Regions from separate parts of the Sus scrofa genome. Here regions 1 and 3 are each linked to region 2. Evidence: chromatin contacts called from public Hi-C and HiChIP or PLAC-seq data. All regions are on one chromosome and are shown on one strand. Each heading gives the region's core, a stretch centred on a gene start, on an enhancer-like site or on the middle of the called end of the contact. The rest is flanking DNA. Distances are from core to core; before and after follow the strand shown. Region 1 overlaps ITPKB (inositol-trisphosphate 3-kinase B). Region 2 overlaps ITPKB (inositol-trisphosphate 3-kinase B). Region 3 has its middle 27 kb from the start of PSEN2.

The links. Hi-C and Micro-C count contacts between places; a contact is called where the count stands out from the background. HiChIP or PLAC-seq counts read pairs in DNA pulled down with a chosen protein or histone mark.
Region 1: an H3K27ac HiChIP or PLAC-seq map of skeletal muscle shows a contact between it and region 2. The contact joins two enhancer-like sites. A contact is called at or near these places in 11 of 47 Hi-C or Micro-C datasets (alveolar macrophages, blood, embryonic fibroblasts and 5 more) and 2 of 2 datasets of contacts at active chromatin or transcription factors (alveolar macrophages and skeletal muscle).
Region 3: a Hi-C map of subcutaneous adipose tissue shows a contact between it and region 2, with 2.4 times the contacts expected there. The contact joins two enhancer-like sites. A contact is called at or near these places in 9 of 47 Hi-C or Micro-C datasets (alveolar macrophages, blood, embryonic fibroblasts and 4 more) and 2 of 2 datasets of contacts at active chromatin or transcription factors (alveolar macrophages and skeletal muscle).

The regions. Positions count from the first base shown.
Region 1 is chr10:14,362,331-14,366,569 of Sscrofa11.1, reverse strand. ITPKB (inositol-trisphosphate 3-kinase B) reads left to right here. Exons shown (of 10, transcript XM_021064414.1): 9 at 310-391; 10 at 394-3,687. The coding sequence ends at 632. Among named protein-coding and RNA genes, the nearest start is that of STUM, 69 kb to the right of the region's middle. Within about 2 kb of position 2,634, at least 10 of the 83 cell types and tissues checked have an H3K27ac peak or open chromatin away from gene starts, as enhancers often do.
Region 2 is chr10:14,429,994-14,434,115 of Sscrofa11.1, reverse strand. All of the region lies in intron 3 of ITPKB (inositol-trisphosphate 3-kinase B), which reads left to right. Among named protein-coding and RNA genes, the nearest start is that of ITPKB, 38 kb to the left of the region's middle. Within about 2 kb of position 1,880, at least 69 of the 83 cell types and tissues checked have an H3K27ac peak or open chromatin away from gene starts, as enhancers often do. A contact at or near this core is called in skeletal muscle and subcutaneous adipose tissue, where this site is marked.
Region 3 is chr10:14,515,612-14,519,582 of Sscrofa11.1, reverse strand. No RefSeq gene overlaps it. Among named protein-coding and RNA genes, the nearest start is that of PSEN2, 27 kb to the left of the region's middle. Within about 2 kb of position 1,317, at least 17 of the 83 cell types and tissues checked have an H3K27ac peak or open chromatin away from gene starts, as enhancers often do. A contact at or near this core is called in skeletal muscle and subcutaneous adipose tissue, where this site is marked.

The sequences.
Region 1 (4,239 bases), core at 1,385-3,884, 68 kb after region 2:
GGGTGACCTGGGCCTGACTGCCCATCCTGTTCCTGGGCTTTGGGTGCCTGAACAGGGTCCTCTACCTGCCCTGCCCCCTGCCCAGGTAGGAATGTGGCATCGCCTTGGCGCCTCCCCCTCGGGGTGACAGGGAGAAGTCAGAGTCTCCAAGGGGTGTGGCAAAGTCCCAGGGCTGGCTGTGGGCTCAAAATAGTGCTCTCTGTCCAGCTCACTGAGCCTCAGGCTTTTCCAAGCCCCCTGGGGGGCCGGCTGTGGGGGGCAGGGCGGGGCCCAAACCCCTCCCCGCCTCATGTCCCTGCCCCCCTCCAGGTGATCGGCAGCTCCCTCCTCTTCATCCACGACAAGAAGGAACAGGCCAAGGTGTGGATGATCGACTTTGGGAAAACCACACCCTGCCCGAGGGCCAGACCCTGCAGCACGACATCCCGTGGCAGGAGGGGAACCGGGAGGACGGCTACCTCTCGGGCCTGAACAACCTCATCGACATCCTGACGGAAATGTGCCCGGGAGCCCCGCGCGCTGAAACCGCCCCGCGCCCCACCTCACCGCCGTCCCGACCCTTCTCCCCCCTGCGTCCCTTCTCCTTCCGAATTTCCCCTTCACTTCCACCCGGGTGCAAACCCCAGAACTGACCCTCCGGATCGGCAGGCACTACAAGACACTTTGTAGCAGACGAGATGAGATTTTTCTACTTACCCCCTCACTGAAGGGTTTGGAGCTGGGGATTTTAGTTGGCGTTCTCAATAGGAGCTCCTACTAGTAGAGAGATGCCCCAATCCAGGCTCAGCTGCCTGCAGGGAGGCCACTTGGGTTTCGATCTGGAAGGAGGCTCAGGTGGTGGTAGAATCACGAAGAGCCCCAGCCTCTGGCAGGCTACCTGTGGGGGCTTGCTGCCCCCTGGTGGCCGGTGCCGGTGGCGCCACTCTAAGGCGTAGCCCCGTTTCTGCCTCATCCTCTCCGCTCCCCAGATTGGGGAAGGGGGGAGGGGTGCCTGGCTGTAAAAACAGGTACCTGGCGCCAGGTTTCTGGTAGTTGGGGCACAGCACCCCTAGGACTAGCATGTTGGCCATCAATTAAGTACCCTCTGCTTGGCAGCCTGGGGACTCCCAGAGATGCTGCCGTGGCCTTTGCAGGGCTGCTAAAGCAGGGAACCCCACCCATCCGGTACTGAAATTCTCTAGCATTGGAACAACTCCAGGAGCCAAGAGGGGTCCAGCTCCAACTTGACCATGCTCTCTGACATTGGCCTTCCCAGGAGAGGGCAGGCAGGAGTGGTGTTCTTCCATCTGTGATTTTTGCCTACAAATTCAGAGGGACATTCTGCAAACCTGAGCTTCCAGGAGTATCACCCACCCCCCGGAGCCAGGCAAGGTCCTGGGGCCTGGGTGGCAGTGGACCAGGGCCCAGGCAGCCTCAGGGGAAGAAGGACAGGCTGCAGGGGACACTCCTCTCTTGTCCCCTCATCTCCTCACCTCCTGGAGCCAGCTGGTCCAACGTGCTGCACACATGGGGCTCTTGTGAGATCCAGAGTCCCCACTGGTCACGGGGCAGAGCCTCAGGCCAGTGCCCAGTAGGGAGGAAGCAGGAGGCTGCCTTACCAGCTTCATTTTCCCCCTGAAATAGGTCTTAGCCTGCAGGGTTTAGCCATGTTCCCCAATGCCTGGTGGGCAGCTTCCAGAGAACGTAGCTGGGTGCTGGGCAGCTCTGCCTGGCATCTCTAGGTGGCTCGAGGAGTCACAGGGAACACCTGTAAGTCTTATTTTAATTGTAAAGCAAGTAGGTCTATATTCTTGAGAAGAGTGTAAATTTTGTGAGACTTGTAAAGAACAAAACTCTGGCTCTTTGGCCCTTGAGAGCAGCGGTGGCGCAAGTGCCCTCCTTGGCCACCGGAGGTCAGGCCCCTTGCTCTGCAGGGAGCTGCTCCAGGGACACATGGAAAGAGTGTCCCCCGGCGTGTGTGCCATCTAGAGGGAGGGCCTCCTGGGCTGCCCCCTGTCACCTCGGCGTCCCTGGGGGAACTGTCAACTTGCTCATGTGACATGTGCATTTTTCCCTTTTCACTCTGGGTGTGACGGTTGGTGGGGCCGGAAGGTGGGACCCATGAGGATGTCTCAGTACAGTTTTTCAAAGAGGAAATCACTTTCAAACTTCCTGGCTCTTGTTCAAAACAGCAGTGAGCTCCTGTGGGGGTCACACCCCCACCCGGCTGAGCTCGGGAGACCTGTGACACCACGTGACCCTAGGAGGCAAAAGCCCAAAGCCAGCTCGGGGTCATGGGGTGGGGGTGGGGTCTGTGCTGCCGCTGTCTGCAGGGAAGAGAGAGCCTTCTTTCTGATGGAGAGGTTCTCCAGCTGTGGGCTGGCAAGCACGTGCCCCCACCCCGGCAGTCTAGCTGTGACAAAATTTTGCAAAAGCAAATGAATGCAATGAACAAAACTTACAGGCGACCAGCTGAAACCGATTTAAAAGAACAAACTTTCCAAGCACTTTCAGCAGGCACCGGTTGTTTGCAAACAATGTGCTAAGATGCAGGTGATCCGTTTATCAAAGGAGGCCCACAGCACCCCTCATTAGCAATCCTTGGCTTTGGGTGGCATTGTATTCGTGAATGGTAGGAAGTGACATCTTTCTAGGGTTATTCTAGTAGGGGTTTGGGGTTTTGTATTTCCTGTGCTAGTTCTCCTCTTCTGCACCTACTCTCTCTACCCATCCTCCCCTCTAATCCCCACTCCCTCATCCAGGCAGGAGAGATGGATCCTGGATTGGCATTTCCCAGAGGCCCTGCCCAGGCCATCTGAAAACCATCCCCAGCCAGCCGGGTTCAGGCGGGGACTCCTTGGGTCCTGGCCTCGAAGGTGCCGGGAGGGTGGGATGAGCTGTGTGCATCTGTGCACAGGTGAGCAGGCGCCCTTCCTGCCGTGTTCCTGGGGGGAGGGCCCCCCCCGGGGGGGGCTCTCAGTGTTCAGCACTGCTCAGCAGTAGAAGGAGGTTTCTCACCTACTTGTCCCAGATGTGCCTTTAGTGTCATGTAAGAAGTTTTTAACTTATATTTATTTTGTCGGGTTTTTTTAATTGCACAAAACACTAAGACTGAGAGGCTGGTTCTGTTTCTCCTTTAAAGCTTTGCCTTCTTTCTGAACTTCCTTTCCCGCCCTGTGAAGAGAGCCCGGATGCAGCCCTGGCCACTGTTCTCCCCCCCCCCCCACCTCACCCACCACCATGGACTCTTTCCACCATTAGCTGTATTTAGCTTTGAGTGTCTCTGCGTCCGGTTGGCCTGTGTGTGTGTGTGTGTGTGTGTGTGTGTGTGTGAGAGAGAGAGTAACCCAGGCCCTTGCTTGGGAAGAAGCAGAGGGCACACCCCCGCCAGTGCCTTTTTCTGGAGGAGAGGGCTCTCCTGGCCTCAGCACCCCTCTTCCGGAGACACCTTCGGAGAAAACTGAGCTGTTACAACCCCTCCCCCTCCCCCCCAGTGCCTGTTAACCAGACCGCAGATGCTCTGTACCTTCCTGAATAAAGGCCCTGAGACCATGGTGCTGGGTGCTGGGTGTGGTCCTTCCCATCCCCAGCCCTCAGGGGCTGTCTGGGGTGGGGTTGGGCTGGGGACTCTTTGGAAGCTGGAGGATCCATTGGGGCTATGACAACCCACAGGTGTGGGGGGTCCAATTAAGTAAACTTTTAAATCTGCAAAGTTTCTTTTTTTGTTTTTTTCCTCTTTTTACCCGCACTTGCAGCATCTGGAAGTTCTTAGGGGTCGAATTGGAGCTGTAGCTGCCGGCCTACACCAGAGCCACAGCAGTGTAGGATCCCAGCCGAGTCTGCGACCTACACCACAGCTCATAGCGACGCCGGATCCTTAACCCACTGAGCAAGGCCAGGGATCGAACCCGCATCCTTACAGATATGAGTCAGGTTCGTAACCCGCTGAGCCACAATGGAAACTCCCTACAAAGGATTTAAAACACTCTTCAAACTTCTCTTTTCTACTCTGTCAATGAAAACTTTTACATAGTAGCTCAGGGACGGAGAATATCAACAAAGTGCTCCCCGCACCCCCACCATCCCTGGGGCGCGGGGAGCTGCCAGCAGCCTTCACTTACGGAGCTTTGCTCTGTGCGGGGCAGTGGGTGCTCACGTCTGTGGTCCCCTTTGATCTCTGAGTCAACTCAGTGAATAAGGCTGTATAGTCTACAGATGGGGAAACGTAGGCTTAGGACAAATGACTTGGGAGTTCCCTCT
Region 2 (4,122 bases), core at 631-3,130:
GTAAAGTTGCCAAAACGATGCACTGCTTTGTTTCAAGCCACTGTAAACTTTCTTTCCCCATGTCATTTTTATCTCCAATGCTTTTGTCAAGGTTCTTCTGTTTGTTTCTCCAGAGTGAGAAAATGTTGCATTCCCTGGTAAATCTCCCAGAAAGACACTCTTCATTGTTGCCTGCTCAATGCACTTCTTTCTAACGACTCAGGAAAGAACCTAGACCGGTGTTTCTCCAGTCTCATACATTTTCATCAGCACGCACAAGACTGACACAGGAAATTCTCACACCTTGGACCAGTTATGCTGGCTATTGGGAGGCGGGATGGGGTGGCTAGCCTAAATTATGTAACATTTTTTAAAAAGATAAGTTGTTTTATTACTTTTTGGTCATGCACAATGACATCGGGGATCTAATTTAATAATAGGGATTTCCCATTGTGGCGCAGAGGAAATGAATCCGACTAGTATCCATGAGGATGCAGGTTCTATCCCTGGCCTCACTCAGTGGGTTAAGGATCCAGTGTTGCCATGAGCTGTGGTGTAGGTCGCAGACGCAGCTTGGATTCCACATGGCTGTCTGTGAGGTAGGCCAGCAGCAGCAGCTCCGGTTGGACCCCTAGCCTGGGAACTTCCATAGGCCTCCCGTGCGGGTGCGGCCATAAAAAAAAGCAAAAAAAAAAAAAAAAAATGTAATAGTAATTTGTAACATGTTCTAAGACATGCTAAAAAGATTCTTCTGAACTGCTGGTACTTAGTGTTTATTCTACTCTAAACGCTTAATTTAGCAGTGTCTGCTTTTCATACTCCAGAGCATATTGAATTCAGGCTAAGAATTATCCAAAGTTCTCTGGGCTCTGAACAAATAGGATCAGAGCCTAACCCTCTTAGTGCTTGAGGTCTAGGGAAATACAAGCGTATGTCTGCCGGTTTGGGTTGCAGAATGCTCAGAGATCCTTCACAAGCTGTCTGTGGAGTTGGGCACATGTTTTCTGTAGAACTGAAGGATTTTGATTGTTTCTGCATGTGGGGTGTCGTTGGCTATCAGCCCTTGCACAAAGTTAACTAATGGGGAGACCAAAAGTTGTTGTTGTTGGCGGGGGGGAGGGGTGTCAGAGGGGCGGGGGAAGACAGAAGAGCTGATAATTCAGTCTATGCGGAATGCAGTATACTTGGCGCTATGAAAAACAGGGGCTGCTCAACGAACCAGTAGCATAAATATTAACGGTACAAGCACTTCAGAAAAGTGTTTCTGCCGTGCCCTAAAAACCGATTACAAACTGTTGCTAATTCAATAAATTAGGTCAGCAGATCCACACGTTCTCTTTCGGTTCTCACAAAATTCCTCCAGAAGAGCTACACTACCCATTTTACAAATGCGGAAACCGAGACTTTGATAGATTCTCCTAAGGTCATGGAGCTGGCAAGGAGTGGCGCTGGGATTCCTCCAAAATGGGGTGCAACGGCGCCCCCGGATCTTTCCTTCCTCCTTGGTACTAAGCAAAGGCAGAGAGCATCCCCAACCCCCTCAACCTAGTCGCCGCGGGCCCGCCCCTCCCGGTCACGTGATCGCCGCGGGCGCGCGCCCCGCCGCCGAGCATGCCGGGAGGCGGCGTCCCATCCCTGGCCGCGGGCTTCCGCGCGTGGGCGTGGGGCGTGGGGCGTGGGGCGTGGGCGTGGGCGTGGGGCGTGGGGCGGGGCGCGCGGGGGGCGTCCGCGCCGCGGGGTTGGGACCCGGTACCCCGAGAAACGGCGGGGCGGCCGAGCTCTTCCGAGAGCCGGCTCTCCTCTGACTTCCCCGGCGCGGCGCCCCGGGCGGGAGCGGAGGGCGGAAAGCCCGCCGCCCCGTTGGTTAAGTGTAAACAGCTCGAGTGAGAAATGATGTCAGGCCGGGTCCCCTGGGGGCCCCGTGCAGGCTTCGCTGGTTTCACGGGAAGCTCAGGCCTTCACACCCAGGGGTGCTAGCCCTCGCTTTTTCTCACGCTTGGGCGATAGGACTTTAGGGCCGGTCTCCTTTTTCTAGCCATATTTGCACCGTTTTCCCCTTCACCTACTCAGACGTTCCCATTTTCTTCATAATCACTTTCTCCTACTTAAACATACACACTTAGCCCTTGGCAGGCGAAGTGGAATCTCGGGTCCTCGTTAGACCTCAGTGTTTAAGCTGCTGAAACCCAGGGCACATTTTGGTTTAGATATTTTACTGTTGTGAAAATAAACCACCTCCTGCAGTTACCCAGCTTAGATTTTTCCTGGACGGGGTGAATGTCGATTATCTACTGGAGGGAGAAAAATGTTCAATTAGAAATTCTTCCAATGCCTAGTTTTTTGAGATTGGAAGGAGCTGAGCAAGGAACAGTTATATAGATAAGTACCCAAAAACACTAGGGGCTAAAGAAATGGCTATTTCAGTGCAATGGCTGTTGCTTCTGATGATGGACTGTCCTTAAATTTGCTTTCTGGTTCTTAGCACGGGACCCTGGGTTTCCCTGGCTCCAGGTTTTCCGTTCTTACTCCACTCTAGTCTTAGAGAGGTCTGGGCTGATGAAGTGGGAAGGGGCCGTGTTCATGGATCTGCATTACCAGCTGCCCAGGAGTTGTTCCATGGGGTTTTTTTATAGGCAAATGATTTGAATTACGTCTATACTTCTTTTTTTTTTTTTTGGGGGTCTTTTGTCCTTTTAGGGCCCCGCCTGCAGCATAAATGACGTCTATACTCTTAACTGTGCAAGTGTAGTCCCTCAGCTCCTCTCTCTCCAGGCATAATGCCGTTGTTTTCTGCCTTTTGATTTTTTTATTTTAGTTTTTTTATATTTATTTTTTGTTTCCTGCCTTTTAAACAGAGGTACAGTGAGGTCCTAGGAAGAGCTTAGGCTGCCTGGCAGAAGGTATTTCTTTCTCGGCACCTCTCCATCATGCGATAGGGGAGGAGGGGAAGCCTCAGGTTGGAAAGGGTTGCCCTGCTCAGCAAATATCTGGTGCTGTTTTCTTGTCTCTTTCCGTTCTCTGGTATTTTCTCTGGTCTTAGGCAAGCGTTTCCTGCCTTTTCTGACCCTCTGTGTGTGTTTGTGTGCATGGGTGTTCGAGGAGGAAGGGGGAGGAAGATGTCTGATAAGGGAGCATTTGGTGAGCAGGAAATGGCTATTTGGTACTGGTTGTTCTGGGGAATTGGGGGGGTGTTTATGGCCCTGATGCTGAGAGGTCAGGGAGAAGGATTCGGTTCAGGACAAAGGAGTCTTCCTTGGCATCACACCCAGGGGCGTTAGTGCCTGCCCCCTCAGTGTGCTCTCTTCAGGCCCGCTCACCAGTGGAAAGACTCCCCCCTTCTCCCACTCCCTGCCATGCTGACACTTTCCTGAGCAGGTCACCATACATCTGTGTGGATATGAGGTCCTCAGAGAAAACTGGGAAAGTCAAATTTTTCAGTAAGGCTGCTGCTGGAAGATCCTAGAGCCTTCAGATCTTTAAGGGAAGTCTGTTGAGATTGTACTTTTTTTGTTCTGTAGAAATGACACTTCATGGAGTGCCTGTGGCTCAGTGGATGATGAACCCAACTAGTATCTATGAGGTTGTGGGTTTGGTCCCTGGTCTCGCACCGTGGGTTAAGGATCCCACATTGCCATGAGCTGCAGTGTAGATGGCAGATGTTCTTTGGATCCTGAGTTGCTGTGGTTGTGACATAGGCTGGCAGGTGCAGCTCTGATTTGACCCTTAGCCTGGGAACTTCCATATGTTGTGGGTGCAGCCCTAAAAAGAAAAAAAAGAAAGAAATGGCACTTCTTCCTAAATGGGAGTTTCGGGCTTAGGAGGGACTTTTGCCTGCAGCTTGCACCTCACCTGCGTGGCTGGCTTCCGATCAGAGGGCCGAGAGCATGTTAAGTTCTTGGAAGCGCGTTCACAGAGAGGATGAAAGGCAGTGTATACAGCTGTGCAGACCCAGGCCCTGACCCAGGTTCCCTCTCAAATCCAGGGGAGAGGGAACGGTGCAAATAGGACAAACCGGGGTCCAGAAAAAGACACAGGCCTTTACCAGACAGTTCATTTCTTCTGAGGTTCCTAGCCTGTCCTTTTGTATTCTCTTCCTCTTTTGCTTGCCTTCTGTTGGAGCTTCGGCTCCCATCTCTCTGTCCT
Region 3 (3,971 bases), core at 68-2,567, 86 kb before region 2:
TTGTGTCGCTTAGCCCATTGTCTTCCAGGTCCATCCATGCTGTAGCAGCACGGGAACTTCCTGAAGGCACTTCCATTCAGAATGCAATCCCTTGTAAAGCTGAATGATATTCCACCATATGAATGATATTCCACCATATGGATACATTGTATCTATGCATTCATCAAAGGACACTTTCAGTTGCTTTTACGGCTTGGGGATGCTGAATAATGCTGCTGAGAACATGGGGGGAGAAATATCTCTTTGAGACCCAGCTTTCAGTTCTTTGGGGTGTGTATCTAGAAGTGGAATTGCTGGATCATATGATACCTCTATGTTCAGTTCTTTTGAGGAGCTACCGTGTTGTTTTCCACAATGTCTGCACCGTTTCACATCCCCGTGACCATTGCTCAAGAGTCCCAATCTCTCCATCCTTTCCAAGACACTTTATCTTCTCTCTCTCTTTTGGCCTGTCTTTCTTTTATAGTAATGGGTGTGAGGTGTTGTGTACTTTTACTTTTCAATCTTTTATTTAAAGCCTGTTGTCTCTAAAAAAAAAAAGTTTGTTTTGTCTTTTTATGGTCACATCTGCAGTACATGGAAGGTCCCAGGCTAGGGGTCGAATCAGAGCTGAACTGCTGGCCTATGCCACCAGGCACACCTGGTCCTTAACCCACCGAGTGAGGCCGGGGATCGAACCCAAATCCTCATGGATAAGAGTTGGGTTCTTAACCCATTGAGCCACAACCGGAACGCCCAGTAGTAGTAGCCTTTTCTTTTCTTTATTTATTTGTATTTTAGCCTTTTCTAGGGCCACTCTCGCAGCATATGGAGGTTTCCAGGCTAGGGGTCTAATCGGAGCTGTAGCCACCGGCGTAAGCCAGAGCCACAGTAATGTGGGATCCGAGCCGTGTCTGCAACCTACACCACAGCTCGCGGCAACGCCAGATCCTTAACCCACCAAGCAAGGCCAGGGATCGAACCCGCAACCTCATGGCTGCTAGTTGGATTCGTTAACTATTGAGCCACGATGGGAACTCCAGTAGTAGTAGCCTCAATCTCAATGAGAAAAAATGAAAATAGTCTCAATTCTGATGATGATGGAAGGTACTTGTTATTCAAACAGTACACATTACAGCAAGGCATCCTGCAATCACAGGGATGTTAGCAAATGCAGGCAGCGCGATTCTTCCTCTATCCGGAAGCAGGGATCTTAGGGAGGTGGTGTTTCCATGGCTGTGTCCCCCCCTTGAGGCTCAGCCTTCAGCCCTGTGGGTCTGGCCCTTAAGCGGGGCTGGGAAGCAGCTTCTCTCCACTGGAGGGCGTCAGCCTCCTTTGTTCGGATCATTCTTTGGTGATCCAGGGAGGCCTCCATTCTTTTCCCTTGGGCTGGGCCACCGGCCTCTATTTTTAAGCGCTCTATGTTGGCCTTGGGCATTCAGGCCTGGAGACCCCACTGCCCAAGAAACAGCATATTCTTTCCAAGACCTTGGCCGAGACCACCCCCCACCCCACACCCCCACTCCCCAGTCAAGTTCCTGCCAGAAAGCCGGCTGTGAGGGCTGGGTAAGGCAGGTCACGTTTCACAGAGCGCTCAAGGGCTTTGGGGGACAGGGGCAGGGAGGTGAGGGGGAGAAAGAATGCCTCGGTCTCCTCATATGTTAAGTTCTCAAAACTAAAGTGAAATTTTAAAAGAAAAATGCATTTATCTACTTTACCCTTCCTCTAGGGTACTTCCTAAAAAATTGAAAACTGCGGGGAGCCCCAGGAAGCCATCCCCTCTGCTTCCTCCCTGGACTTTGTGACTTCCTGGCAGCAGGTGGACATTGTAAACTTTAAGAGTCACCAGTTGAGGAGTTCCTATCGTGGCCCCGCAGAAACGAATCTGACTAGTATCCATGAGGATGCGGGTTCCATCCCTGGCCTGGCTCAGTGGGTCAGTGATCCGGCATTGCCGTGAGCTGTGGTGTAGGTCACAGATGCCATTGCTGTGGCTCTGGCTGTGGTGTAGGCTGTAGCTCAGATTTGACCCCTAGCCTGCGAACTTCCATACGGCAAGGGTGCGGCCCTAAAAAGAAAAAAAAAAGGCAAAAAAAAATAAAGTCACCAGTTAAAAGAGCAGACACCCAGGCCCCACCCTCAGACGTTCCAGCTCAGTAGGTGCAGGGTGTGGCCCAAGAACCTACTTTTTTGGCAAACACCTTATTTGATTCTCAGGCAGAGGATCCTCAAACCACACTTTGAGAACCTTTCCACAGGACAAGGTCCTCTGACGGCAAACACTTGATCTGAGGGTTCTAGGGAAGTGTTATATCCCAAGTGGGAACCGTCGGTGCAGGAATTCCACGCTAATATCTTAATTAATAAAACTAATAAATTCCATGTTCCATTTTAATATCTTAGCTGGAGACCAAGTTCTCTTGGAGAACCCCAAGCCCCTTGGGCAGCCCCCACCTCAGTTCTAACCCCTGCTATGCATGACCTGCCCCCACCACCACTTACTGCTGTTGATCTATGACCCCCCTGGGCCAGGCAGCCTGAATAAATTGCTTTCATTTATTTCATAGCTCTTGCAAGAAACTTTCCCTCTTGGGATAGAAGCCCCCAGTGACCATCTGGCTATGCCTTTTCCTCCCTAATATAGGAGCATCTTTCAACACCAACTCCAAACACACACACACACACACACACGCTGCAGCTCTAAACAGCTGTGACTATTCTGTAAGCACAGCCCAGCAGCCAGACTATAGCTAATTTTTAGGTTTGTCCCTGATGCCTTCTGCTCTGATGGTACTTGGTAAAAGTTGGCATCAACAAGTTTGAGAATCAGTCACCACCCTACCCATGTCTGGGAGAACCGGATTAGGACTGCTGAACAAAAATCCACTTTGGAGAGCTTGTTGAGCAACAAGTGATTGGGAGGGGGACTCTGGCACCTCTTAGTCTGACAGAAGTGGTGTCTTTAGGAGTTCCCTTTGTGGCTCAGTGGTAACAAACCCCATTAGTATCCATGAAGATTAGGGTTCAAGCCCTGGCCTCAATCAGTAGCTTAAGGATCTGACTTCGCAGGGAGCTTTGGTGTAGGATCCAGATGTGGCTCCGATCCGGCATTGCTGTGGCTGTGGTGTAGGCCAGCAGCTGCATCTCCGATTTAACCCCTAGCCTGGAAACTTCCATATGCCTCAGGTGTGGCCCTAAAAAGCAAACAAACAAACAAAATGGTGTCTTTAGGACATAGCAGCACAATGTACCACATCTTTAGGACACATAAGAAGGAACACACCCCCCACACACACACAATGCCTGATTTCCCATTGCCAGCTACTCCAGGCTCCCAGTTTTCAGCACATCCTTGCTTGAATCTCATACTGATTCCTAAGCCTCTGGGTAGTAGTCCTCGGCTGCCTGCACCAGGCATGGTTTTGAGATCTGAGACTAAATCTGTCACCGGTTTGTCATTACCCAGTTCTGAGCCCCCATGTGACTCCAACATCCGAGACAGCCTCTAGGAAGACTGCTCCTGGGCCTGCCTCTGGGAGGCTACCCCACTCCCTCCCCATCGAGCATCTGCTCATAGACACAAATGGAAGCCAACAAAAACAGCTAGCTGGCAGCACAGAGAGGTTCTGAGTCGTGGGGAAGGGGGATCACAAGGCAGCCTGGCCCTAAAGAAGGTGGGTCACTGTGGCTCAGTGGCTGGGACACGAGGAGGCTCCCAAGAGACAAATGCATGAAGCCATTACTTATAATGAGAGATAAGATCAGATACTTATATCATCTCAACCGGCTCATCAGGCAATGGGAGGCCTCTCTTGGGTGGGTATGGCTGAGAGCAAGCATGGTGGGAAAGGTAATTCCAGGGTACATGACAGAGGGTCTCTGCTTGCCTCAGTCAGAGTGGCTCTTCCTTCCATGACTCCACCAGTTATTATTCTGGAGCTTGCTCTGACTGGTCAGTGCCTCTGCCACATCTGTTAAGTGTTTCGAACATC